5 separate regions of the Mus musculus genome follow, and all the other regions are linked to region 3. The links are chromatin contacts, called in public HiChIP or PLAC-seq and promoter capture Hi-C maps. All regions are on one chromosome and are shown on one strand. Each heading gives the region's core, a stretch centred on a gene start, on an enhancer-like site or on the middle of the called end of the contact. The rest is flanking DNA. Distances are from core to core; before and after follow the strand shown. Region 1 holds the start of Ankrd6 (ankyrin repeat domain 6). Region 2 overlaps Bach2 (BTB and CNC homology, basic leucine zipper transcription factor 2). Region 3 holds the start of Map3k7 (mitogen-activated protein kinase kinase kinase 7). Region 4 holds the start of Lyrm2 (LYR motif containing 2). Region 5 holds the start of Casp8ap2 (caspase 8 associated protein 2).

The links. Promoter capture Hi-C pulls out the DNA fragments that hold promoters and counts their contacts. HiChIP or PLAC-seq counts read pairs in DNA pulled down with a chosen protein or histone mark. Capture Hi-C pulls out chosen DNA fragments and counts their contacts.
Region 1: a contact with region 3 is called in a promoter capture Hi-C map of pre-B cells. The contact joins the promoter of Ankrd6 here to the promoter of Map3k7 in region 3. A contact is called at or near these places in 5 of 39 promoter capture datasets (the C10 cell line, cranial neural crest, liver and 1 more) and 2 of 115 datasets of contacts at active chromatin or transcription factors (large pre-B cells and neural progenitor cells).
Region 2: a promoter capture Hi-C map of liver shows a contact between it and region 3, with 3 times the contacts expected there. The contact joins the enhancer-like site here to the promoter of Map3k7 in region 3. A contact is called at or near these places in 2 of 39 promoter capture datasets (embryonic stem cells and liver) and 8 of 115 datasets of contacts at active chromatin or transcription factors (astrocytes, embryonic stem cells, extraembryonic endoderm stem cells and 4 more).
Region 4: a contact with region 3 is called in an H3K27ac HiChIP or PLAC-seq map of thymic regulatory T cells, with 6 times the contacts expected there. The contact joins the promoter of Lyrm2 here to the promoter of Map3k7 in region 3. A contact is called at or near these places in 7 of 39 promoter capture datasets (the C10 cell line, embryonic stem cells, liver and 2 more), 2 of 484 Hi-C or Micro-C datasets (CD4 T cells and CD8 T cells), 4 of 115 datasets of contacts at active chromatin or transcription factors (bone marrow-derived macrophages, extraembryonic endoderm stem cells, memory CD8 T cells and 1 more) and 1 of 9 other capture datasets (liver).
Region 5: a contact with region 3 is called in a promoter capture Hi-C map of liver, with 8 times the contacts expected there. The contact joins the promoter of Casp8ap2 here to the promoter of Map3k7 in region 3. A contact is called at or near these places in 11 of 39 promoter capture datasets (the C10 cell line, cranial neural crest, frontonasal cranial neural crest and 6 more), 6 of 484 Hi-C or Micro-C datasets (CD4 T cells, muscle stem cells, natural killer cells and 2 more), 19 of 115 datasets of contacts at active chromatin or transcription factors (the 230-238 cell line, CD4 single positive thymocytes, astrocytes and 16 more) and 3 of 9 other capture datasets (adipose tissue, liver and macrophages).

Annotation. Positions count from the first base shown.
Region 1 is chr4:32,949,524-32,954,608 of GRCm38.p6, forward strand. Ankrd6 (ankyrin repeat domain 6) reads right to left here and starts at 1,303. Exons shown (of 16, transcript NM_001012451.1): 1 at 1,224-1,303.
Region 2 is chr4:32,516,216-32,521,185 of GRCm38.p6, forward strand. The region is part of intron 2 of Bach2 (BTB and CNC homology, basic leucine zipper transcription factor 2); the gene reads left to right. Among named protein-coding and RNA genes, the nearest start is that of Bach2os, 53 kb to the right of the region's middle. Within about 2 kb of position 3,111, at least 71 of the 459 cell types and tissues checked have an H3K27ac peak or open chromatin away from gene starts, as enhancers often do. A contact at or near this core is called in astrocytes, fibro-adipogenic progenitors, liver and 1 more, where this site is marked.
Region 3 is chr4:31,960,908-31,965,932 of GRCm38.p6, forward strand. It overlaps Map3k7 (mitogen-activated protein kinase kinase kinase 7), which reads left to right and starts at 3,200. Exons shown (of 16, transcript NM_172688.3): 1 at 3,200-3,475. The coding sequence starts at 3,356.
Region 4 is chr4:32,798,466-32,803,410 of GRCm38.p6, forward strand. It overlaps Lyrm2 (LYR motif containing 2), which reads left to right and starts at 1,794. Exons shown (of 3, transcript NM_175364.4): 1 at 1,794-1,870; 2 at 2,145-2,285; 3 at 2,678-3,803. The coding sequence starts at 1,826. The coding sequence ends at 2,758.
Region 5 is chr4:32,612,826-32,618,462 of GRCm38.p6, forward strand. Casp8ap2 (caspase 8 associated protein 2) reads left to right here and starts at 2,645. Exons shown (of 11, transcript NM_001122978.2): 1 at 2,645-2,667.

The DNA.
Region 1 (5,085 bases), core at 53-2,552, 990 kb after region 3:
GCTGAGCCATCTCTCCAGCCCCTTGGGCTAGCATTTTTATTGTGATGGTTTTGATTTTAAAAATCAGCTTTGGTTAGACTTCTCAACAATTTATAACTAACTGTTGTCTGGTGTCCAATTTTCCCTCATTTTTTTTCTCAGACTGCTCCTTCCCTCAAGCTGAGAGGGCAGAAACCCCTCCTAATTGTAATATGAATTCCTAGTTTATTTATGTTGTGTGTGTGTGTATGAACCTCAGCCCATGAAGAGGTCAGAGGACACCACGACTGGTGAGAGAGTCAGTTCCACCTTGTCACACCTTCTGCGAATCAAACTCCAATTGTCTGGTGGCAAGAGTCTGCCAGATGAGCCATCCTCTGGCCATTGTATTCTCAGGATAAAACAAAACAAAACTTACTCACCATATGCTAAGTATACAATCAGGGTAACAAAGGAAGTTAATTATCCCAACTACTCACGTAACAGATATTTTAAAGATGAGAAACCGTTAGTCAGTATCAATCTGAACACTTGGGACAACCTCGCACCTGGGTGTGATTGGTCACTGTCCAAGTTCTTTCCATTACATTCAATCAGTATCAATTTAATACACATGGCTACCACCAGCCAAGAGCCTCGCCTCACAGGAACGATGCCCGCCATAAAGCCTGATGTCAACTTCAAGGTTATGTATGATGCTTTCAGTTCACAGCTCTAACTATTAAGGCTTGAAGACGTGGGTTTTCCAGTCGCACACCTAACTGGTGGTTTCACAACTCAGTCTCATGCCATCAAAGTGGTAAACACACACACACACCTTACCACCACGTGAATTCTCTCAATGCACTTCGGGGGAAACGTTCTTGGCCAGCTTCACAAAGTACAACTCCTTTTGGATCAGCCATAATGATCCCCCTTCTCTCCAGCTCCCCAAATCTACAGGAAGCGATACATTTCAATGCCCTAGGCAAGTAAGAGAATCCTGAGCCCGAAAGGCGGCGCACAAGGCCCTAAGGCCCCGCGGGACCAGCCGTGCTCCAAACGACCGTGGGAACTGCCCTTGCCCTGGGCTGCGGAAGAGTTTGCAGGGCAAGCACTTCCCCACACGCGCGACGTCGAGAGCGCCCGGAGCCAGACGGCCACTAAGGAGCGCGCCCCTGCCAGCGACGCCCCCTCCCAGTGTCCCCATGAGCGCTCCTGGAGGATTACTAGCACTCGCAGGAGCCGGCGACTATGCCCAGTACCTTTCGCTCCCGCGCCGGCCGGCCGCTCCGCACGGAGCTCGCGGGCCGCTGCGCTCCTTGCCCGCAGCCGCTCGCCCCACGCTCCACCGCGCGTGGCCTGGATGCCTGAGGGCCCCGCCGGCCCCGCCCCATACTCCACGCCACGCCCCTCGGGCCACGCCCCACCCGGCTGTCCGCAGGGCTACAGCGCCCCGCAGCGGCCGCTGGTCATTGCACACGATCCTCCCGAACCGCACATCCCGGAGGTGCGGGGTGGCTCCCACTGGGACCCACGAGCAGCGGGAGGACACCCGCGCTGAGGGCTGTTTCCTCAGCGGCATCGGGCACCAGGCGCACCAATTGGATGGACTGAGCGGAGAACCCTCCAGCCCTCCACCTGTGGCCGGCTTTCTGGAGCCGATGGAAACCGAGGAAGCTGCTGCAAAGAGAGGGTCGGGCATCCTCTCTCCCGCTGCTGCCTGGTGAAGGACCAGCAGGGACATCAGTCCTCACCCGCGGGTTCCAAGTACGCCTTACATACTGTTGTCTTGACTGTTTTTGTCTCTCACTGCCACAGCTACTTTTTCAGTACCTAAAAGAGCTCCCCGGGCAGCATAAACTAGGGGGTTACACTCCAACAAATGTCTGCAACATCTGGCCTATGTGAGCCTGCCTCAAGAAGAAAAGAAAAAGAACAACTTACTGAGCGATTTAGGAGTGTGGTAAGCCTGGAGCCTAATGTAAACAAAAGGTTACTTCAAAGAATGTGTTTATTTCAAATTCATAGCAGTCCCAATGACCAGGCTCAGATAATCAATGCTATTTCCAGCCTTATATGAATGCCATTCTACTCAAGAAAAATCTCATGGGGTTGGCTGCTCAGGACTTAGTGGGTAAAGTGCGCTCTGATGAAGCATGAGAACCCAAATTCAAATCCCTCAGCACCGATATACATATAAATGCAAGCAAGAAAGTTAACACACATACATGCACACATGCAGGCATGCATGCGCGCGCATGTGCATGCTCTCTCTCTCTCTCTCACGCACGCGCACACGCACACGCGCACACGCACACACACACACACACGATCTGATGACAAATGAGTGATGGAACCTTTTGCTCACAGAGGTGGAGAGGTCAGCAGGTAGAACGGTGAACATGACGCTTCGATCTTACCTGAGGCTGGTGATAAATTTACGGTGAAGCGATTTTTTTTTTTCACACCCTCTCTGGAATATAGCTGGGTTTCAAGGAGAGAACCTCCTTTTCCTTAGAGTATCTGTTTCCTTTTGCCTCCTGAAAGCTTCAAACAGGAGACACTCCAAAACCCCCTCCCCGCCCACCCTAGAAGAGAGTTAAGCACTTGATCCTCCGAAACTATTTGGGAATGCTCCCCCACTCTGCGCCCCCTACCACCCTCGCCGCCACCACCACCACCACCCACCACCCACCCCCAACCCCCGTCCGCCGTTCCCTCCCAGTCTCAGCAGCTGTTTTATTTAGCAAAGTGTGAAAACTCTTCTGGGAGAAATTTGTTTTCAATCTTGTCACTCCCAACCTGAAACTGTTAGGAGAGGCGCCTGTCCTGTCCCTACCCACTAAGAGCTCCAGGTTGCTCTGCGAGCAGGTCTCAACTAAACTCCAGAGCTCCCGACGTAAAGTATGTAAACGTGACATTTCAAAGTAATTATTTCTCTTTTATCCACAGTGAGAAATCCTCTCCCCTCCCTAAGGATTGACACGCAGTTAACAGTTGAGTGGGGGGAGGGGTTCTTCAGTGTTGTAACTCTCATGAAGGAACCATGATTCCTCCTGTAAACAGTCTCAGTGAAATTCATTGGATGGGTCGTTAAAATTTGAAAAATAAAAAGGAAAGAAATGAAAGAGGAGAAGGGGCTGGGTGAAAAATGGAGCAGCTCAGTGGAAGCAAATTGGACGAGAAAAAAACAAAAAACAAACAAAAGATCCAAAAACAACAACAACAACAACCTCCGCAAAACCACACACACAAAAAAAAATCCCGCCATCCTGCAAGATCCGTGAGTTCCCCTGGGAGCTGACTAGTCTGCATTTGTACCCAGACTTTGATTAATGGGAATTCCAGGCAGTGCCTGGGCTGTCGTGGAGATCTTATCTCCAAGGAGCCACAGTTTAGATGAACCAATGAAAAGAAACTCCTAAATCTCCCTGGATTTGAGGAAGGTCCCCAGCCCGCAGCTCCATTCTTGCTCCTTTGGAAGGAACAGCTGGCAGCCAGGCTTCTCTAACTGCCCTCCCACCCACCTTAGTTACTTTCCTATTGCTGTGATAAGACACCGTGACCAAGGAAACGTATAAAAGAAGATGTGGGTTGGAGAGATGATGGCTCAGCAGTTAAGAGCACTGACTGCACTTCCAGAGGTCCTGACTTCAATTCCCAGCAACCACATGGTGGCTCACAACCATCTGTAATAGGCATCTGATGCCACCTTCTGGTGTGTCTGAAGACAATGATAGTATGCCCGCATACATGAAATAAATAAATAAGTAAATCTTTAAAAAAAAAAGAAAGAAAGAAAGAAAAGAAAGAAAGAGAAAAGAAAATATTTGGTTAAGACTTTGGTTACAGAGTGTCCTTCAGGGAACATGGCCGCAGGCAGGCATGGTGTTACATCAGTAGCTGACACTCATCAGACAGAGAGATCTAGCTGGAAATGGTGTGCACTTTTGAAACCTCAAAGCTCACTCCCAATGACACCTCCTCAAACAAGGCCACATCTCCTAATTCTTCCCAAACAGTTCCACCAACCGAGGACCAAGTATTCAAATATGAGCTGGGGGTGGGGGTGGGGGCATTCCCATTCAAATTGCTGCACGTGAATGAGAAAGACATCTACTTAGTGAATGACAAGGGTCATTGCTCAGTGATCATATGGCCTGCTCTTCTTTCCACCAACCTTTCTTTAACAAGTTGACTGCACTTGTTATTTTCACGTTAGTTATTCAGCCTTCAGCAATGTTTTGGTCTCTATGTTTGTTACCATACAAACCGGCTTTTGCTTTTGTAGGAAGCCTTCCATGGGTCCCTCTATAATCATGTTCTTCTAGTGTCCACCCTGAACTTTATACTCTCTTATTAACACTATATGGTTCTTTTTGACCTTTTCGACAAATGAATACTTTGTTGCTGCCTATACAACTTTTTTCCTTTTTTTTTTTTCCTTTTGAGACAGGGGTTGAGTAGCCCAGGCTAGTCAAGGATGACTTTGAATGTCTGGTAGCACCCCCTGCTTTCTACTCCTCAAGTGCTGGAATTGCATGCGTGCATCACCGCATGCATCCTGTTTTATGCAGTGCTGGGGATTAACCTCGGACTTAGACCATGCTCAGCAAGCTCTCGGCCAACTGAGCCACATCCCTGCCCTTTGGCATTGCGTTTCTGAGATTCCACTAGTATATTTGTTACTTGGAATATTTGTGCTTGTGTGTGTGTGTGTGTGTGTGTGTGTGTGTGTGTGCATGTTGTTGTGTTTTATACAAAAGAAAAGGAAATCAGGGATATGTTTGATGGAGGTGCAGTATGGTGTGGGGGAAGGGAGTGCCTCTGTGGCCCCATCCTGAGGCATCCCTTCCTCCTGAGGGACCAGCCATAAATATAGTATAGAATAGAGTTTATTTAGAGCATGGGGAGGAGAGTTGAGGGAGAGAGAGAAAGATAAAGAATGTAAAGTATCTTCTATAAGCCTTTCACCAAACCTGGAACCTCCTCTTGGATCTAGACTAACTGGGCCAAAGGACACCCCCCCCCCCACATCCACCTGTTTTTACCTACCCACCTGTGGTGGTGTTTAAAGAGGGTTGGCCCATGGGAAGTAGAACTATTAGAAGGTGTGGCCTTGTT
Region 2 (4,970 bases), core at 1,861-4,360, 560 kb after region 3:
ATCATTGTTCTTTCTTGATCTATGAGAGGAGAGGGCTCAGCCTCTGTGAGATCCCTTGGTGGATAGAAGTGCTTGCTGCCAAGTCTGATGGCCTGAGTTCAACCCCTGGGTGGAGTTCACCCACGTGGTGAAAGACAGACAATTCCTGAAAATTGTCTTCCAAAGTGCAAACATGAACACAAATAAATAAATGGGAAAAATAACCTCAATGCAAGACCGTGTTTTACCTTTAATGTTGGCCTGCAGTGTTGAAACCTTTGCCCCCTTGTATGCCGTCTGGGCTCTTTCGCTCTGTCTTGAACGCAAGCATGCGAGAGTGCATGCACACACACACTATCTCTCCCCTCTGCCCCCTCCCCACCTTTGTAAATAGTGGGTGTTATTTTCAGGGGAGTTCAGGCTCTGACCCAGGGAAGGAAATCATGGCCTTCAGGCATAAGGTTCTGTGATGGTGAAGAGGGCAGGGAGATGTGAGGAGTACCCCACCCAACTGCCTCCCTGGTGTGCCTGTCCTGCGATTAAAGGAAAGTTCTTTGTGGATATTTTCAAACACACAAGAGTATCTGTACATGTGTGTGCTTTCAGATATACCTCCACAGGCTCACTCCAGGCTCTGGATGTGTATGGAGTATCTCCAATAGCTGCTGCCTTGAGGATGTGTCAGTCTTTACAGGAATCATTTCACAGATGGCATTTCAGAAAAGAAGCCATTCCCATCCTTCGCTGTGCTTCATTCAATAAAGACACGATAAAGATGCCACCAGGTCCTAGAAGCATCCTTCCTAGATCAGAGTCCTTGAGGTCCGTCCACGCTGCCTTCCTCTGTCGCTACCTTGTGCCTGAATCCAGTCTGGGAAGCATGTGCTACAGACCTTAGAATCTTGAATGGGATTCCCTTCAGTGTCGCCTGCTTCCCTTTGCAAGAAACAAGGAACACTAATATGCATTTCCAATATAAAAATGAACTCATGAATATAATTATATGAATATGTATGCATGTGTGGGTTATAAATAGACATATGTGCACAGGTACCTTTTATTAAAAAATAAAAATAAAATGAAATGAACCAGTGGGAAAGGCCACTGCAGCGTGATTGGACACTGTGAGTGCGCTGTCACGAGAGAAACTGACTGCACCTTTGAATCCACTGTTGATCTGAACATCTTAGATATTCTACAAAGTAAAACCTTTAAAATAGATTTTAACAGATAATAATCAACAAACATGAAATTTAAAGACAAATAGAAAAAAATGAACCCACTTTTATTTTTTAATTTTTTGTTAACAACAGAGAAGGAAAATAGATTTCCCTTTTTAAATTTAGAGCTATTAGCATATATCATCTGTGGATCATTCTTTAAGAAAACTAGAATGAACTTTTAAAAATTATCATTGTCACAGAGACAGGGTGATGGGAAGTGTCCTAGATTAGAGGGAGCTAGCAAGCCCAAATGCAGTGTGTCATCTGGCCTATACTGCGACCCTGAAGGGCATCCAGAGCAGGTAGAAGCTAAATATAAACTGGGAGAGCTTTGCCTATGGTTTCAACATTGCTTTCTCTGGATATTGTTCTTGTTCTCAGTTGCATGGCGAAGTACTTGGAGTTAAAATGTCATAGTGTCAGGACTTACTCTCAGATGGTTGGGGAGGAAGAGGGCGAGATTTCTATGTGATCTTACAAGTATAGATAGATATTTATAAAAAAAGGAGGGCATGAAACTTGGCAAAATTTAGCAATTTAGCATAAATCCATCTCCTTCCAGAATCCCAGATTCACCCCCAGATAAATATAGATGGCGGTGGTGCATCTCTTTCATCTTTTCTGTGAATCAGAATTTTCTGGTTTAACAAAAAAAAGGGGGGGTTGGGAAAAAACTGGAGTTGTGTTGTGTTTGTTTGCTTGTTTGTTTTCTATAGTGTCGTGGTCTTTCAAGAAGTCCCTCCTGAGCCAAGTCGTCAGCTCATGGCTGTTGCCTCTGCTGCTTGAGAGGCTGAGACACAGGGTCCTCTTGAGCCTAGGAATTTGAGGTTAGCCTAAGCACCTATTCCCAGCGTGAAGGAGGCTGGGGTGGAAGGAAGGTAGGGAGGGGAGGAGAAGAAGAAAGGGGTGGGAAGGAGAATGGAGGGAGGAGAAGAAGGAACTGAAAGAGGGGGAAGAGAGGTTACAGGAAAAGGGAGGAGGGGAGAAGAGAAATTTCTACTGAGTACCCGTGCCGTGCCCAGTCGCGTTTTAAGGCAGAGTATTTAGCCATGGGGAAACACAGTCAACAGCCACTCTCATGGGCCTATATTTAGCATGTAAAACAAATAAGGAAATGTGATCATTTCAATTACAATAAGTGCTAGAAGCAAAATAAAGCAGAATAATATTACAGATAGTAACTGAGAAAAAGTGACATCATCTTGTATGTCTAAGGAAGACAGCCTCTTCAACAGGGGTGGAAAACTGGACAGCCACATGTATAGAAGAATGGAACCAGAACTCTCTCCCTCTCAGTCTGTACAAAAACAAACAAACAAACAACCTGCAAATGGGTCAAAGGCCTTATTATGTAGTACATGAAACTCTGAGGGGGAAAAATAGGGAAAACTCTGAGATATAAGCATAGACAAAGGCTCAGGGATCAAGGCCAACAGTGGACAAATGGAACCTCGTGAAACTGAAGGGGCTTCTGTACAGCAAGGGAGCTAACTGACTGACTAACTGACTGACAGACTGGCTGACTGACTGACTGGCTGGCTGGCTGGCTGACTGACTGACTGACTGACTGACTGACTGACTGACTGGCTGACTGGCTGGCTGGCTGGCTGGCTGGCTGGCTGGCTGGCTGGCTGGCTGGCTGGCTGGCTGGCTGGCTAGCTGGCTGAGAGTAAATATATAGAGTAAAAGAACTCAGAAAACCACAAGAAATCAAATGGCACCATCAATAAATGAGCTGGTGAAACAAAGTTCTCAGAAGATGAACTACAAATGGCCAGTAAACATGGAAAAAATGTTGAAGCTCACTAGCATTAGAGAAAAACAAATCTAAACTAAGCTAGGATTCCATGTCACTTACTCAGAATGACAGTCATTCAGTAAACAAATAGCAGGGCCTCGGGTGAGCTCACTGAGTAAAGCACTTGCCAAATCCTGTTACTGTTGTGTTGCTATGCAGAAACGTGATGACCCAGGCAGCTTATCAAAGAGAAGCATTTAACTGGGGGCTCACGTACAGTTTCAGAGGACTAGTCAACGGCCTGCATGGCAGTAGTCAGGTGCCTAGGCAGACAGGCAGGGAGCAAGGGCCGGAGGGCAGGGTGGGGGGGGGGGGTGAGAGAAGGAAGGATGGAGGGGAGAGAGGGAGACTGGGCATGGCATGGGCTTTCTGAGACCTCAAAGCCCACACCCAGTGACACACCTTCTCCAACAAGGCCATACCTGCTAACTTATCTTAAACCAACTGGGACCAAACCTTAAAATATATGAGCCTTTGGTTGCGTGGGGGATTCTCACTCAAACCACCCCACCATGCAAGTTCAAGGTCCTAAGTCTGAATCCCCAGAAGCCATGTCAAGCCAGGCGTGTGTGGCGGCAATCCCAGTGCTCCTACAGCAATCAGAGAAGCCAGCATGGAGGCAGGGAGCAAGAGACTATCTCAACCAAAATAAAAGACAAGGACTGATCCCCGTGTTTCTCCTCTGACCTCCATATATGCACGGTGGGATGCATGTGCCCACATGCATGTGTGCACACACACGTGCTCGTGTGTGTGTGTGTGTGTGTGTGCATGCACACACATATGACGGAAGGGAGGGAGAGAGATTGAGAGAGAGAGGAAAGAAAGAAGGAAGGAAGGGAAGAAGGAAGGAAGAAAGAAAGACTGTTAGCATCTCCTTTCAAATGGAAGCATTAAATGCAGAGTTGAGACTTGCCTGCCAAGGGCCAAGGACAGAACAGGATACAAGTAGTGTCTACTGTGATAGTCCAGGAAAAAGGTAGTTGGCACAAAGGAAGACTGCAAAGAGAGAGAGAGAAGAATCCAGGATAACTGTTGATTAGACAGTTGTGACTTACCAGTAACTGAAATGGAAAAATCTATACAAGAAGCAGGTGGGAAAAGGGACAAACAGTTGGGTGGACTTTCTGCAAAGGGCTCCAGTTGCTTAGGACCTAAGGCCAACATGTATCTAACTCGTGGCTAACAGAGGTAAGAAACGAAGCCATCCAGCAGAGGGATGAAGCAGGTCCCGGGTTCTGCTAGCTATCTCACAATAGGATCATTAGAGTGCCTTATAAAAACCTTGTCATGGAACTTTTCAGTTTACAAATTAACTCACTGAAAGTTGGTGTCTGCCGGCTCAGAGGGAAAATGTTAATTTCCAAGCTGCAGTGACTTTTGCTCGGGCTCCCACTCCCTCCCAGAGCATATAAGGGGGCTCATCCTGCTCTTGGTGCTGATGGGAGTTTCAGCGAGAGAAAGAGAAGAGTGATACTGAGGATGTGGCCCTGTTCACAGTGACACGTGACACGGAATTAGTGGACGCAGCCCTGCAAGGTTCAGCCAGAGTGTAACAGTGGTTCCCAGACATTTTTTGCCAGTGACCTCTGACGTGTCACTAAGTTTCACAAGCCGCCTTTCCTTTTTTTTTTTTAAGCCAATTTTCTCTCTATTCTTTGCCCCAAAAACAGCTCTGTTTGAGACATACATTCTAAGCATATTTTGTTCCTCAAGAGCACGCCCCGGCAGCTTTGACACTATTCGTTAGCATTCCTTTGCCTCTTCTGCTCGCCTGCCCTCCGAGATTCTGCAGTCTGCTCTTAAAATAATGCCGACCTATTTATTCAGATCCTTGCCCCACTCCCACCCCCAACCCCTCAAAAAAAAAATGGCAAAGGCTTTTCATGTGAATTCTTCAGGAATGGCTGAAGTTCTACAGACTGGTGTGCTTAGAATAGAGACTTGACAACAAGGGCCCGTAGGAGGTG
Region 3 (5,025 bases), core at 1,950-4,449:
GCCAGTCAGCAGGTAAGTATTTCTGTGACAACAGAATCTCCTGGTCACTAGGACCTAGTGTCTGTGGCAGATTGTTGTTCTCAGTCCCGCTTCAATATTCACCGTTTCCCTACTCATAGGGACCTGACTCTTGTGGTCACAACCAGTGTGAAGAAAATAGACTCTGGGCTTCAGGGAGGAAGGTCTTTTAATGGGAGGGACAAAGGCTTTTTAAATTTAAACCTTTGGGGTGAGTGTACATCCTTGGCCAGGGCCAGGGTGCAGGAGGTGCCTCATTTGCATAAGGAAGAATTCCAGGTGCTGCTGGACATGACCTTATAAGGAAAGAGGAAATGTAACCTGGCTACTGGATTCCATGATCTTCTCTGGTGGGGGAAAGGTGGGGGCACAGGGCTATGTGCACAGACGTATGGAGGCCTGGGGCAGATGAGAAACAGTCCCACTCCCACCAATCTCAGGATGAGATTTCTGGAATCTGGACATGCCTTGACCCACTCGTGTTCCAGGCCTGCTCCCTACAGCTCCCCCAGCCCCACAGTGGATAAGTGTTTCCTCCATTATCATACCCAAGGAAGGAAAATAGTAAACTAATAATTATTCCAGAGTTAATTTTATTTATCAGTCACTCATCTAAATTTTTTCATAATCCATTGAGGTTAGTATTAGGGAGACATTAAAGTTGAGAGTTTAATTTATTCAAGAGATTATAGCAGAATTGGAACAGGAAATTATAACAGAATTCTAAAACCTGTGCTTTTAAAAGACATACATCCTAACAGCAATTAGTTGGCACATTTTTTTAAAAGCTCAGGCAAACTAAAAATATCCCAGGGAAAGTAATTTGATTGAAAATCGGGAAAGTTTTTGCCCAACAATATCCTAACTTTAGATTTAAGTATATGATGTTCATCTCAGTAATATTTATTACTAGATAAGAGAAACAGCAGATAAATGAATAATACCCTCTCAAATATGCCTTGTCAATTCCCAGATTCTCAGTTCCAAAGGCCTAAGTTTCTTTGTCTCAAAATTATAAACCAGATCAGAGTCTCACCAGAAACTTCATCACCTGTGAAATAGGAGATTCAAATACCTTTTTTTTTTTTTTTTTTTTTTTTTTTGGTTTTTCAAGACAGGGTTTCTCTGTATAGCCCTGGCTGTCCTGGAACTCACTCTGTAGACCAGGCTGGCCTCAAACTCAGAAATACACCTGTCTCTGCCTCCTAAGTGCTAGGATTAAAGGCCACCACTGCCCTCGAGATTCAAATATCTTAATCCTGAATCCCAACCCATTCCCACCCAGCCAACCCAGAAAGTTTCATCCCAGGCATTCATAAGCCTCATGGTGAATTACCACTCTGATATGTGAGCTTAGGCATTTAGATTGCATCTTTTGATAGATACAGGTGCCCAACAGGTCCAAAACTCGGTAAAAATTTAGTATTCAGAATACATCAGAAATCATTGTCATAACAGTGATGCTGAAAGCCAAGACCCTGGGTAAAACTGCCTAGAAAGTGAGTGCAGCAGGAAGAAACTATTGTTTGTCACTGTGACTATGACTTACAAAATGAGAATGGTAGCTCACAGTAGCTTCCTGTCAAATACAATGATCTACTTGCAAACATGTTCAATTTACTCTTTTTTTTTTACATTATCCTAGATTGTTGTTCTATGAGAAAGCTCCCGTGTAGTGAAATTGGGATCCCTCTCTCTCCCCTCCTTTCAGCCTGTTAGGAAGCGCAGGACTTGACATTCTCAAGAGCGCATCCTTGGTCACTAATTTTAACTCCAATGGTTCCACTGGTTTCCAGTCAAATCAACTAAAACTCAGCACCTAGCTTAAATTTAAAATCGTGTTGGTCATACAACATGGGCAATACCTTCCATCTTGGGGTTCTCTGACCTAACTTGTGACACTCAAACTTGAATTGCCATGCTACTGCTGAGTATTTAGTAAGCATACAGCACTAGCATTAAAGGCAGGAAAGGAAAAGCTATGAGACCATAAATAGGGAAAGGTGCCCCTTATTCGAAGTTGAAACTCCTCATCGGGTTAAAAATAAATAAATAAATAATCTCAGTACAACCAACATTTGCTATGAAGACTGCCGACACAAAGGCAACATTCCTTCCTATAAAGGTATCTTAGGTTAAACTAGCAGTGGATCTTTGCCTAAGGTTCAAGCCTGTGCCCTTCGTCCTTTCCTAGACATTAGACTATTAACTTTGTTTCCAATTAAGTTATCTTAACTCTAGTAACCCCGGAATATGGGGCTTTACCGTAGCAATCCTAATCTTGTTGGGTAGTCTTCAGGAACCACCCTATGATCTCCCTTAAACTCAACAATCCTTCAGAGACATTAGTCCTTCAAAGACAATGTCCTCAAAGGTCGCCAAAATGCTGTACATAAACATTAAGGACAATGAAGCGTGACTCTCCTTATAGCTCTGAGGCATAGTGGCTCCTCTTAAAATCCGTCGTCTTGGTGTGTCCACGGATTCTCAAACCAAACCCTCGGGGCTGTTGTGGACGACAGCCTCGGGAAGGTGACAAAGCGAAGCCATCTGAACTGCCTTAGGAAGTGTGTAAAACGCCACTGGTGTCTCTCTACGATGCTAACTTCCATTAGTGAGCGCTCACGCGTCACGGTGCTCCCCCCGATGGCGCGCGCTAACCGCTGCTCCCGAACCCCCTCGCCAGCTCGGGGTTCCGCTTAAAAAAGTAACGGGCTCACGGCTGAAAACCCGACATGAAGAGGTGCCCAATGAGCACAAGACAAACCCTAGGCTGCCTGACCGCAGACCGCCCAGCACAGAGCAGGGGAAGGCACGACGCGGCTCAAAAGAAACAGGCAGAAAGCGACGGAGTTCATCTTTCCCGCTGGATCCCGCAGGACCAACCGGTCCGCCTTCGGGCTCGCTCCGCGCCAGTTCCGATCGCGCACATTTACTACGTCACGGCGTCCAGTCTCGCGGTATCCTCCTGCCGCCGAGGCCCTTTCGCAAAAGTCTCGCGAAACCTGTTCCTCGGGCCCACGGCTCCGCGCTCGCCCTCCTCCACTCCGCCCCTACCCCGGCTTCTCCCTCACTCGCTCCCCGGGTCAGGAAATTCCCCGCTCGGGTCCGGCAGGCGCGCCTCCTCCCTCCCAGTTCCGAGTTCAAACCGGAACTGGAAGTGTGGTGGGCGGGGCCCGGCGACGGAAAGCGCTGAGGAGCCGAAGCCGGGACTCGGCGGTGGCCCGGGTCGGTCCCGCGCCACGGAGCGCCGGGCGGCGGGGCTGCGGGGCTCCGGGCTGAAGGGCGCTGCGCGAGCCGGAGGGCGGGCGCGGCCCCCCGGGCGCCGCGGGGGATCATGTCGACAGCCTCCGCCGCCTCGTCCTCCTCCTCGTCTTCTGCCAGTGAGATGATCGAAGCGCCGTCGCAGGTCCTGAACTTCGAAGAGATCGACTACAAGGAGATCGAGGTGGAAGAGGTGAGCGAGGCCGAGACCTGCTGCCCCGCGCCGCCTGGGATCCCGGGCGGGAGGCGGCTTCCCCATGGGCTTCGGGGGTTGAGTCTGAATCTGTGATTCTCTACCTGATTCTTATGTGGTCGGCAGTTCAATTATCCGTAAATAGATTGAGCAAAGTTTGGTGGCCGCGGGATTTCAGCTCGCTGGTAGTGGTGTTAGAGTCCAGGATAGTGTGTGTGTGTGTGTCTGTCTGTCTGTCTGTATGTCTGTCTTGTCTGTCTGTGTGACTTCTAGCGCAGTGTGTGACACGAAAGGATGCTTGGGACAGGCTGGTAAAGAGAACGTCGAACGTCTCACGGTGCTTCCCCTGGTCCCGGATTCTTCTTTCTCTGATACCGTAGGTAGTTCTACCTTCTATTGGGCTCTGTAGATGAATTTCAATCTCTAGTAACGTTAAGTCTGTTATGAAAACATGTTTCAAGTAGCATAGTCTGAAGAGGCAAGTAGTGATTATGGTGACAGTCAGAATATTACGCTACACCAGAAATCGCTGTTAGAAAAACCGAATAAATTCAATGTTCAGGTGGAAGAGTGTCTTCACTTCATCGCCTATTTTCAGATTCACAGTGGGGCCAGTGACTTCTAAGAGTCTTAATATTTACTGAAGAGGAAAAAATCTGTACATATATTCAAAATGCCGTTTAGAACTCGTTGAAGCTTTGGTTAGAAACGCGTTCACGCAGTTTCTATGAGTTTAACCGTTTTTTAAGAGCACTGTGCATTTTCTGTGCCTTAATGTGTGGGTTTTTTATAGCTAGACTGAGTTGTCTTTTCTTCATTTTTAAAGTATTATAGTAAGGAGTTAAAAGATGCAAGCAAATTAACAATCAATAAATACATCTTTACCTTAGAGGACTACTAAGTCATATCTTTGTATCACAAAAACTAACCAGAGATGAGTGTGTTCATTGAGAGCATGATTATCTTAGAAAAAGTGTGCTGGATAGGGGAAGGTTTGAGACAGAGGAAGACGCTTCAGAGATAGACAGAGCACTGTGGGACTTGGTTTCCTACTGCTTTCTGTGTGTTCGTTTCCTTAACTGTAAGATGGGAGTGATTGCTACTTTATCAGTGTGACAAATCCAGTTAAGCAGTGTGTGCAGAAAATCCAATATAGTGCCTGACATATTGTTAGGAAGCAAAGTTCCAGACAGGAAGGGTGACCTGCTTTAAGGTCATATGCTAAAAGAAGGCCTGTTTTTGAAGAGGAAAACATTTTATATGTCCCCCCCACCCCCATTGAAGCTAAGATAAATTCCTTTTTTCAGAAGCGGGTAGTTGGTCCAGCTTTCATGGATAACATTCTTTTTTAAGACTAAAACTTCAGTGAGTCAGTATACAAGAATCGCAGCTTTTAAATAAGCATTTACGTGTACTCTCATGAATTGCTGTCCTTGTAGACTACAAATTGTTATATAATAATAACTTGTACTTCATGGTCTACCACATATTTCCACGAGCTTACTTTGTTTGATTTTTGCAGCCTTAGTTTTTTGCACACAACTTTTTAA
Region 4 (4,945 bases), core at 544-3,043, 840 kb after region 3:
AGAAATCAAATATTTAAAAGCCACTAAAAAGGGGCTGGAGAGATGGCTCAGCGTTTAAGAGCACTGACTGCTCTTCCAAAGGTCCTGAGTTCAAATCCCAGCAACCACATGGTGACTTCCAACCATCTGTAATGGGATCCGATGCCCTCTTCTGGTGTGTCTGAAGATGACTACAGTGTACTCATATATATAAAATAAACACATTTTAAAAAATAAAATTAAAATAAAAGTCACTAAAAGAAGTGAGAAATGAAGTGACTAAGGTAATGTCTTTTTGTCCCGATCTTACCCTGCTTTGTGTTGGCTCAGGCACATATTTAGTCCCTTAAACCCCTTGAATCGTCACATCCATTATGGCAACACATTTGGGACTTTCCATGGCCTCAGATACATAATCAAAATATCTTCTGGTTGTGTAGTCAAAACAAATACTACCATATTCCTGACTTACACCTGACAATGATGGCATTGCGTCTTTTGTCTTTAAAAAGACTGTACGCTGAGCTTTGGCGCTGAGAGTTATTTGAGGCAAGAACCTACTCTCAGTCAATTAAGTAACACTGCATTGACCTTCAAAGCTTTCCTACTCAAAGTATAAATCTTTGAGACAGGGAGTATATATCTATATGACAACATTGCCTGTGGCTAACATGAGTGTAGAGAAAAGAATGTACAAAATACCTGTTCTCGGTGCCCAATTTAGACCCAGCACTAATTATGAATCTTATAAATATCCCCAGGTGATGTGGAAATTAGCTCAGTGCCTTTCCAAGGGTCATAGAAAATATCCTAACAAGAAACTACTGGATCTGCCAGAACAACAACATAAAAAGCAAAATTTATAGCTTGATACCTGGCCGAGATAAAACAAGACTGATCGAATTATTTAGACAATAAAAGACCCTGCATTCAAAAAGATTACTACAATGACCTGAGAAAGTCATGAATTATTTAATAAATGATCTTGAATTTTTAGTCTAGTGGCTGGAAAAGAACTTAGATCCATAGTGTGTCATAAATGAAAATAACTTACGTGGAGTAAATATAAAACTGATCATAATAATACACTTTTACAACAGCTGTGAGTAGAAGACAATATTGTAAAGTCTCAAAAGAAACAAATATGTTAGCCGGGCATGGTGGCGCACGCCTTTAATCCCAGCACTTGGGAGGCAGAGGCAGGCGGATTTCTGAGTTTGAGGTCAGCCTGGTCTACAGAGCGAGTTCCAGGACAGCCAGGGCTACACAGAGAAACCCTGTCTCGAAAAACCAAAAAAAGAAACAAATATGTTAATGTAGAGTTAAAGCTCTCTATATAAAGAAATTATCCAAGGGCCATTGAAATGGCTCAGACATTAAAGGTGCTTTGCCCCAAACCTGATGATACAGGTTTGATCCCCAACGTCCCATGTTAGAGAAAAATTGAAAAACCAAAACAAAACACGAGAAGCAGATTCAATAACCTGACTTCTGGGTATGTGATGTGGGGGACAAAAACAAAAAAGCGAGAGGGCACACGAGTAGGGAAAGCGCACGGAGTCGCAACGATCGAGGCGACCTGCGTGCTGTAGGATAAAGTGTAGAGAAAAAGAGAAGCTTCCAGGATGCAAACGGAATTTGCCAGCATAATGGCGGTCTTCTCAGTTATACACAGCAAGGGTGCTCAAAAGGCACACATTTTCTCCCCTCCCGTAAAAGCGACCGAGCTCCTGGGTTCTCCGCGGAAAACCCAGGACTCGCGCATCCGTCTCCTCCTTCCGCTTCCGTGACCAGGGTGCCCGAGGGCCACTTCCGCTCCTGAGCCGCAGCAGCTTCCGTGGGCAACATGGCGGCATCCCGCTTGCCTCCCGCAGCCCTGACGCTGAAGCAGGTACTGCTGATCTCTCAGCCCCGCGGAGGTGTCCTGTGTGGTCGCGCTCCCCCTGCGACCTGGCTCGCCGCGGCCACCGCGGGCCTCGGCCGACAGCCTCAGCCTCCCGAGGGCGGAGCTGCTAGGCGTGCCCCGCCCTCGCAAGCCGCCCGCCCGCCGGTCCGCAAGGATTCTCTCTTGTTCTGTTTGCTAGCGAGGACCAAAGGGCTATTTCTGCTTGCTGAGTGGAGCCGGCTGGTTTGTGGTAACTTGTCTTTCTCCTTCCCTTGAGCAGTTCATGAGAAGGCAGCAAGTTCTCCTCCTCTACAGAAAGATTTTGCGAGCGATTAGGCAAGTTCCAAGTGATTCTGACCGAAAATACCTTCAGGATTGGGCCAGGGAAGAATTTAAAAGAAACAAAAGTGCCACAGAAGAGGTGAGAGCAAGACCACGCTGGGGCCACGGCTCCTTTGTCCCATTGTATCACTGAGCTTGTGAAGTTTAGCGAACACCTTGGAATATGCCACAGAGAATTTGCTCACTGCCCACTGGGTATTTTACATTTGTTTTGCAGCACATCTGGCTTTGTATTGTGTAGCCTAGCGTCCAGCTTTCCACTTCACACTACTGTTTTTTTTTGGGGGGGGGGGGTGGATGGGGGGAGTGCCTTTTGGTGACAGGATTGAATGTAGTGCCTTGGGCATTGGTAAGCCCACAGCTACAACCTGTAACAGCCACTGTTGGTTCTTGACTGTACCAGATACAATAATAGAACTTTGCCGTGGTTAAGCTGGTAAAACAATGACTAGATTGTCCTTTCCTCCACAGGATACAATCCGAATGATGATAACCCAAGGCAATATGCAGCTAAAGGAACTAGAAAGGACGCTTGCCTTAGCCAACTCGTAACTGGAAGATTTTTCATGTGTTTTGCACAGGCTCCGAGCCACTGTCATAGAGCACCCAAAAAGGTGATAATCACTCTGATCAAGAATATAAGTGAAGCGTGTTAATATTTCCACTACAGTCCGTGGCTGTAATAATTAAACGTGAACTAATGTCAAGATGAGAGGTTGGAATCCTCAATTGCTCAGAGGGAAGGTGAAATGGCAGCCCCTTTGAAAAACAGACGACTAGTTAGCAATTCTTAGAAAGGCAATGAGGACAGGGCTGGTAAAGATAGCTCCTCATGAAGACTCTTGCTGCCAAGGACAGAAGTTTGGTCCCTGTGACACTCATATCGTGGAAAAAAAAAAAAAACCACTCCAGAAAGTTGCCCTCCGACCTCCACACAGGCACTGTGGCACACAAACCAAAATGAGTGTATGTTGTGATGTGATCACAAGCTGTTACAAAGTCAGATGCAGGACTGGCAGTGTACTGCCCTAGAAAAGTGATTCTCTTGCTGTGGGTCATGACCCCTTTGGGGCCAAACAACTCTTTCACGGGGGTCTAGTATTAGGTATTTATGATTCATAACAGCAATATTACAGTTATGAAGTAACAAAATTTTTACAGTTGTGGGTCACCATAAAATTAGAGCTGTATTAAAGGGTCACAGCATTAGGAAGGTTAAGAACTGGCTAGAAACAGCGCTAGATCTTGCTTGAATAACCTGCTTTGTCCTTCAGAGTTCTGAAGTGACTTTCTTCAGGTGTGACATGGTTTGATAACCATAAGACTGAGGTCTCGCGGAGCTTTAGTGGAAATAGCTAAGAACACCAAGAAGAGGGAGCACTGGGTGGGCAGTTCAGCTCCTGCACCTAACATCCTCATGAAATGATGAATCAGAGCACTGACTGCTCTCCCAAAGGTCCAGAGTTCAAATCCCGGCAACCACATGGTGGCTCACAACCGTCTGTAATGAGATCTGGTGCCCTCTTCTGTTGTGTCTGAAGACAGTTACAGTGTACCTATAAATACAATAAACAAATCTTTAAAAAAAAAAAAAAAGAATCATCATTAAGGAGCATTGTACTCTGCATTCTCCTGCAAACACTGGAAAAAGAAATAGGTCACAAAGTTGACAATTTAGTGGAATCTTTGAAAGTGACAGCTTGTTGATGAATCTGAACTTATACTGTGAACAGAAGGCCCATCAACACAGAGAAGCCAAACAGAGGCTGACTAGGATCCTGTGCTGGGGTGCCTGAAAAGACGTGCAGCAGCGCACTGTGCTGGAGCCTTAGGGCCCACGTGCAGTTCTGCATGAGAATGATCTCATGCTCTTAGAAGTCAGGTTTTTAAAAACTACATGGCTCATGCAAAAATAGCTGACAAGCATTGTGAACAACTTGAGGTTTCATTTTTGAAACAGGATCTCCCATTCTAATTCTCCACCCTCCACCTTCCAAGTGCCAGAATTACAGATGTGAGTCACCATGTGTTCTATCAAAGTCTTGAGGGAGAACGTTAAATAGTTCCCTTGGTGGTCTTCTTGACATGCAAATCCAAATAACTCCTGTTTAGTCTAAACTCTTCAGACTAAACACCACTCACTAGCTGTGAACAATGGTGGTTTGATGATGGTTCAGCAGTGGTGTACAGAGAATTCTATAAAGCTGTCAGAGGGCAAGCTGAGGCTTGATTTTTTTTTTTTTAACTATGTAGCTCTGGCTGGCCATGGCTTCACTCTGTAGACCAGGCTGGCCCTGAACTCAGATTCTCCTGCCTCTGTCAACCCTGTCTAACTATTTTTTTCAATTTTTTTTTTTTTTTTTTGGTTTTTCGAGACAGGGTTTCTCTGTGCAGTCCTGGAACTCACTCTAGTCCAGGCTGGCCTCGAACTCAGAAATCCACCTGCCTCTGCCTCCCAAGTGCTGGGATTAAAGGCGTGCGCCACCACTGCCCGACTCAATTTTTTATTAGATTTTTTTCATTTACATTTCAAATGCTATCCCAAAAGTCCCCTATACCCCCCACCACCACCCCCTGCGCCCTTCTCCCCTACCCACCCACTCCCACTTCTTGGCCCTGGCTTTCCCCTGTACTGGGGCATATAAAGTTTACAAGACCAAGGGGCCTCTCTCCCCAATGATGGCCAACTAGGCCATCTTCTGCTACATATGCAGCTAGAGACACGAGCTCTGGGGGCTA
Region 5 (5,637 bases), core at 1,395-3,894, 650 kb after region 3:
GTCTCTTCCTCTTGAACACTGAAATTACAGATGGACCTGGATACCCAGCAGTTACATGGGCTCTGGAGATCTGAATTTCACACTTATGTGGAAAGCACTTTTACTTGCAAAGCCATCACCCCAGTCATATGATACATTTTTTTTTTTTTTTTTGGTTTTTCGAGACAGGGTTTCTCTGTATAGCCCTGGCTGTCCTGGAACTCACTCTGTAGACCAGGCTGGCCTCGAACTCAGAAGTCCGCCTGCCTCTGCCTCCCAAGTGCTGGGATTAAAGGTGTGCGCCACCATGCCCGGCATATGATACATTATTCAATGAATAGTCAAATGTATACTTTCATCTAAGGACTGTGGATACATTTTTATTTGGAGGAGTCCTGAGATAGGTGTCGCTCCGTGGTAGATCACGTGCTTCGCATACGCCATGAACTCATTCTCTACCACTATGAGGTGAAAATACTGTGAGGTGATATTTAAGAACATGGGAAAGTTAAGCTGGTGCCCAACTAGAACCTTCACCACTGCTGACTAGTACGGTGCTGGAAAGGTATTCTGGATGTTCCTGGAGGTGAAGGGTGATCATCAATATTACCCAGCCATAGACCCTGCCATTTACAACAGGAATGCCTGCAAGACATATTTGTATGTTCCTTCATTTACTGACCGGGCCAGGGTAGAAACGGCTGTTAGAAATCAAACTAGGCTAGTGGGAGAAACTGTGGCAATTTTGAGAGTAATTAGACATTTTACGCCTTTATCAGAAACAGAATTTAATGGCAATTACCAGACTCAATACAGTTGCTGTTGCCAGGGTACAATGATGTCTGCAAACTATAAAGGGTATACAAAATTAATGCTAAGACCAATTTTTCTGTCAAGCTTCCTTCCATGTTTCTTTGGCTTCTGAGCGACCATACATAGAAACACAAAGAGTACTGAGTACTTCACTGCCTGAAGCATTTGGTCTCTCAGGAATGGGAAGGCGCATCGTGCTTCAGGAGCCATGGACTCTAAACTGAGAAACCTATGCTGCATGACTCTCAAGGCATCTATGCCAGGTCAACGCCATGGGTCCCTGCACATATTGGTGCAATAGTGACGTGCATGCTATAGGAATAACAAACCATTTTCTGTGTGGATTTAAGGTCTGCTCAGTGAGACCATATCTGACACTGCTCAAATGGCCAAGAACCTGAGACTAGATAGTTCATAAGCCTAGAGGTAAAACTACTACTATGATTCTGCAAAGGCCAATAAAATACTCATCACGACATAGCGCTATACCCCTAAATCACTGCATTATTCAAGACTCATCAGAGAAACTTCTTACAGTAGGAAGCAACTAACAATGGGCAGAGAGTGAATCTTTGGAGCACTTAGCCCTAAATGGGACGCCTTCATCAAACCCTTTGCCTCAAGGATCAGGGACCCATTACCCAAAAGGAGGCAGAGAGACTCTCAACAGCCAGAGGTGGCGGATGACTCCAAGAACTGTGTCATCCAAGGAACAGACACAACAGGACTAATAAATATATGAATGCAGAGGCCGATAACCCTCATAAGACCCGTTGGGGTTCAAGCCTGAGGAGGTATTTGCAGTTGAATTCAACCTGCAGAGAAAGGAGACAGCAGTTTTCTTTAGTAGAGTGGCACTGGTCTATCAGCCAGACTTTGGGGAAGGGACAATACCCAGGAGTAGTTGACCAATATAAATTGAATTCCATGTTTTTGTGTCTGAGCTTTTTGTTTCGTTTTGTATTGTCTTGGCTTTGTTTGTTTTTTCTTACTGGTTTCTTTTTTGTTTCTTTTTCCTTTTTTCTTTCTTTTTTTGAGAAAGAGAACATGAAGTTCGGTGGGTAAGGAGGTGGGATCAGAGATGCGTTCGGGTAGGGGAAAAACGATAAAAATAATTTATTGTATATATATATGTATATATATATATATATATATATATTTTTTTTTTTTTTGGTTTGGTTTTTCGTGACAGGGTTTCTCTGTGTAGCACTGGCTGTCCTGGAACTCACTCTGTAGACCAGGCTGGCCTCGAACTCTGAAATCCACCTGCCTCTGCCTCCCAAGTGCTGGGATTAAAGGCGTGCGCCACCACGCCCGGCTTTACATAAAAAAGTTTAATACGGAAAAACAAAAACAAAAACCTTCTTCTATCCCGCTGAATTAGTAATTCTACGCTACGTTCACCATCCAGGATGGCATCTTAAAGGTCAGATCTTAGCGCTGTCTAGCGCGCAGCTGACACAATTTATACACTAAAGACCTCAAGCCTTCTCCACTTGCTCTCAGCCAAAACAGCTAGGAGCCTCCACCTTTACTTTCCCTTTCATTAGCGTCTCCCAGACCCGCCCCACTTCCGCTCTGGTGACGTCTTTTCCGCGGAGAAACCCCGCCCCGTTGTCACTGAGGTCACGGCCCGCCCACTTCCCTTCGGAGCCACAGAAGAGTAAGTACCAGAGTTTGGCGCCAACTGGAATCTTTTTTTCCGCCTTCAATGGCGGGAACTGGCTGTGTGCGCCGAGACGTGCTTTGCGTCTTATCTAATTGGTTGTCGGCGCTCGGTCCCGCCCTGGCGTCCTTACCGTGAGCTGCGATTGGTGGAGACGGCGGAGCGCCTGGCGTCCGGACAGCGGCCGCTGTGCGGGGCTGGCCGGCCGGGTAAGTTCCTGAGGGCCTGTCGCGGGGCTGCTGGGGAGAGGCAGCGGGGTGCCGCCTGGGATGGCTTACGCTCTGGGCGAAGGGTTGTGCCTGGCTGGGCCTCGAGGAGCCAGCTGCCGTCCTCGGGGAGCGCCCCTCGGAGCGTCTCGGGGGGCGCTGGGGCGAGCACCCGGAACATCGCCGGGTCTACAGCGCGCCCCTCCCCTCCCCCACCCGTGTCTCCCAAGTCCCTACTGCCGAGCTCTCGGTGAGTGTGGAGAAGGGGCTGTCCCGAGGGTCGGGCGATCAGTGACAGGGGCAGTTTCCCAAGCTGAAAGCTTGAGAGAAGAAGTTGTTTATGTGCTCTCCGCAGCGCCTCGAACCATCCCTGACATGGGAATGTAGAATTCTCAGGAAGCATTAGTGCTTCAAGGATCCTCTTGGCGGTCTTTTCTCGCCACACCAACACCAAACTTCTCGCTGAAGGCCTTTCTCCTATGAGCTTCAACCCCGCCTTGGAAGGGACTAGGCCACTAGGCAAGACTTCTTGGCTCTGTTACCATACCCCAAATTATTTTTTTTCCATAGTATTTCCTGCCATCTTACGGGATATGTCCAGAGATTTATGTTTTAAGGGGTGTTTTTGATTTTTGACATCTGACTGGAATTTATCCCAGCTCTCCACTTTCTAGCTGTTGGCTGCAGCAGATTTTCTAATTGGCTCTGTTAGGTTCCTCATCTATTTAGACGGGATAAGGAATAATATAGACTTGATAGGAGCTTCAGGATAATTTAAAGGAGTACTTAGCGCACTTATATCAATACTTGACTTGTGTAATGTATGCTGCTTTTCATGCCTGTCTCATCCTCAGAACCTAGAGTGAGATTTGCCTCTTAGCTTTTGCCTGGTTGTTTTCCTTCTACAAATGTATGCTTTTGTGTATTGAAAAATTTGAACTTCATACTGCTTTCAGAAAAGATTAGATGACCCCTTTCTCTATGCATTTGCTTATGAATCTGTTGAAGCTGTTTATCCTTCCAGATAATGGTTATCAACCTGTAAAATTTTTAAAGAACATTTTGGTGCTAGGGACTGGCCTTTTCAAAGCTGTGAGGACTGCACACTACTGAGCAACCTTCCTAGCCCAGCAGCTGTTATTAATCAATCATTAGCTTCTTGGTTTTTAAAACTTGGCCTCTGCATGTTTCAAAGGTGTACCACTCCTCTCAGTAGTAACTCAGATGGGAGATGAGAAGAAGTATAGAAAGATCTCTCTCACTCCTCTACCTTTCATATTCTCTCTCTCTCTTTCTTCTCCTATCTTCCCACCCTGGGAGACTCACTGACTTGTAATTTTTTTTTTAATATACCTGTCACCATGATGCTAATGAGCCCCAAATCATCTTAACTCTCCTTTTCTTTTAAGAAAAATCTGTTAGGGATCCAACTCTATTTCTAACCCAGACCGACATTTTCACCTGATTGTTGTACAAGTGATTCACCGGGTCTTCTTTATTTCTCCATTACCATTAAAAGAATGCCTTCCACCTTATCAGAGGTAGAAATTTCGGAATCATCTTTAACTAATTTGGCATTTCATTAGCTTAACAAATTATTTTATTACTTACTAACTACTAACCGCTATGCCAGACAGTGCTAAGAGCTGATGATGGTGGGGAACAAAACAGATGACCCTTGTCCAACCTGGGCCTGTACTGTCAGCAAGGTGGACGTGTTTTCTCAAATCCCACGGGAATGTAGAGTTGAATTTAAATGTAACTTTAATCACCTGATGTAATTGTCATTTCCGAAGCTTACTGCCTGAGTCCTGAAAGCTTCTAGCTGCTGTACAATCTAATCTAGTCCTGGAGTGTTTTCAGCCTCTGAGACTTATTGCTGAGTAAGCTCATCTTTTCTCATTCTTTCTGACCTGTCTGGCTTGTTCTGTCTTCCTGTGTCTAGCTTGTTCTTTCTCTCGCTCTCTCTCTCTCTCTCTCTCTCTCTCTCTCTGCAACCTGTCTCTGTACACCTGTCCCAGTAAAGCTGCTTTCTCTCCTTTTTTACTTTTTTTCTCTCTGCACTGCTCTTTTAGTAGCTTCCCTTTCCTCTCTACTCTTGTGAGAGTTGAGCATACTCTGTTCTGTCAAATCTTTCTCTGATTCAGCACTTTGCCACTCAATTGGACACCGCTTTCAAACATGGGTGCTTCCTTTTACAAACTCTACCTTCATTTTTGGAATTACAGGAGTGTACTGAGGGCCTGTCTGTATTCCAGCCAGAAGAATTAAGGTGTGTGCTAAGGGCCAAGACACACAACTAGAAACAGAGCTTTTCAGTAAATACCAAGAGCCGGCGTGGTGGCGCACGCCTTTAATCCCAACACTTGGGAGGCAGAGGCAGGCGGATTTCTGAGTTCGAGGTCAGCCTGGTCTACAAAGTGAGTTCCAGGATAGCCAGGGCTATACAGAGAAACCCTCTCTCGAAAAACCAAAAAAAAAAAAAAAAAAAAAAAAGGTAAATAACAAGATCCTGGGTTTGCAGTGTGATAAATATTCTGCAACAGTTGAACTGTGGAAAGAAGTCCTCTAGGGAAAGGACACAGTGGTATAAAGATATAGAACAATGTGAGGTGAAGTGGCGCACACCCTTGGTCCCAGAACTGAGGAGGCAGAGGCAAGTGAACTCTAGGTTTGCACACTGCCTTGTGTACAGATTGACCTCCTGCATGGCCAGGGCTACATGGAGAGCCCTGTCTCAATGCTCTCACCCATATGCTCCCTAAAACCCAAAGAAGAACATATCAGAGGTCCTTACCTAGTGGGACGACATTGTGCCTAGGGGACATTACTTTGGCCAAAATAACAGTTAAATAATGGTAGAGTATTGAGCAGACAGTCTGCACTTTTCAGAGTTGCTGACCGGGAGAGAACAAGTGTGCTCATAGAGCTACTCATGTGATCTGCGTAGGCTGCTGGGGGTTGGAGAAGAAC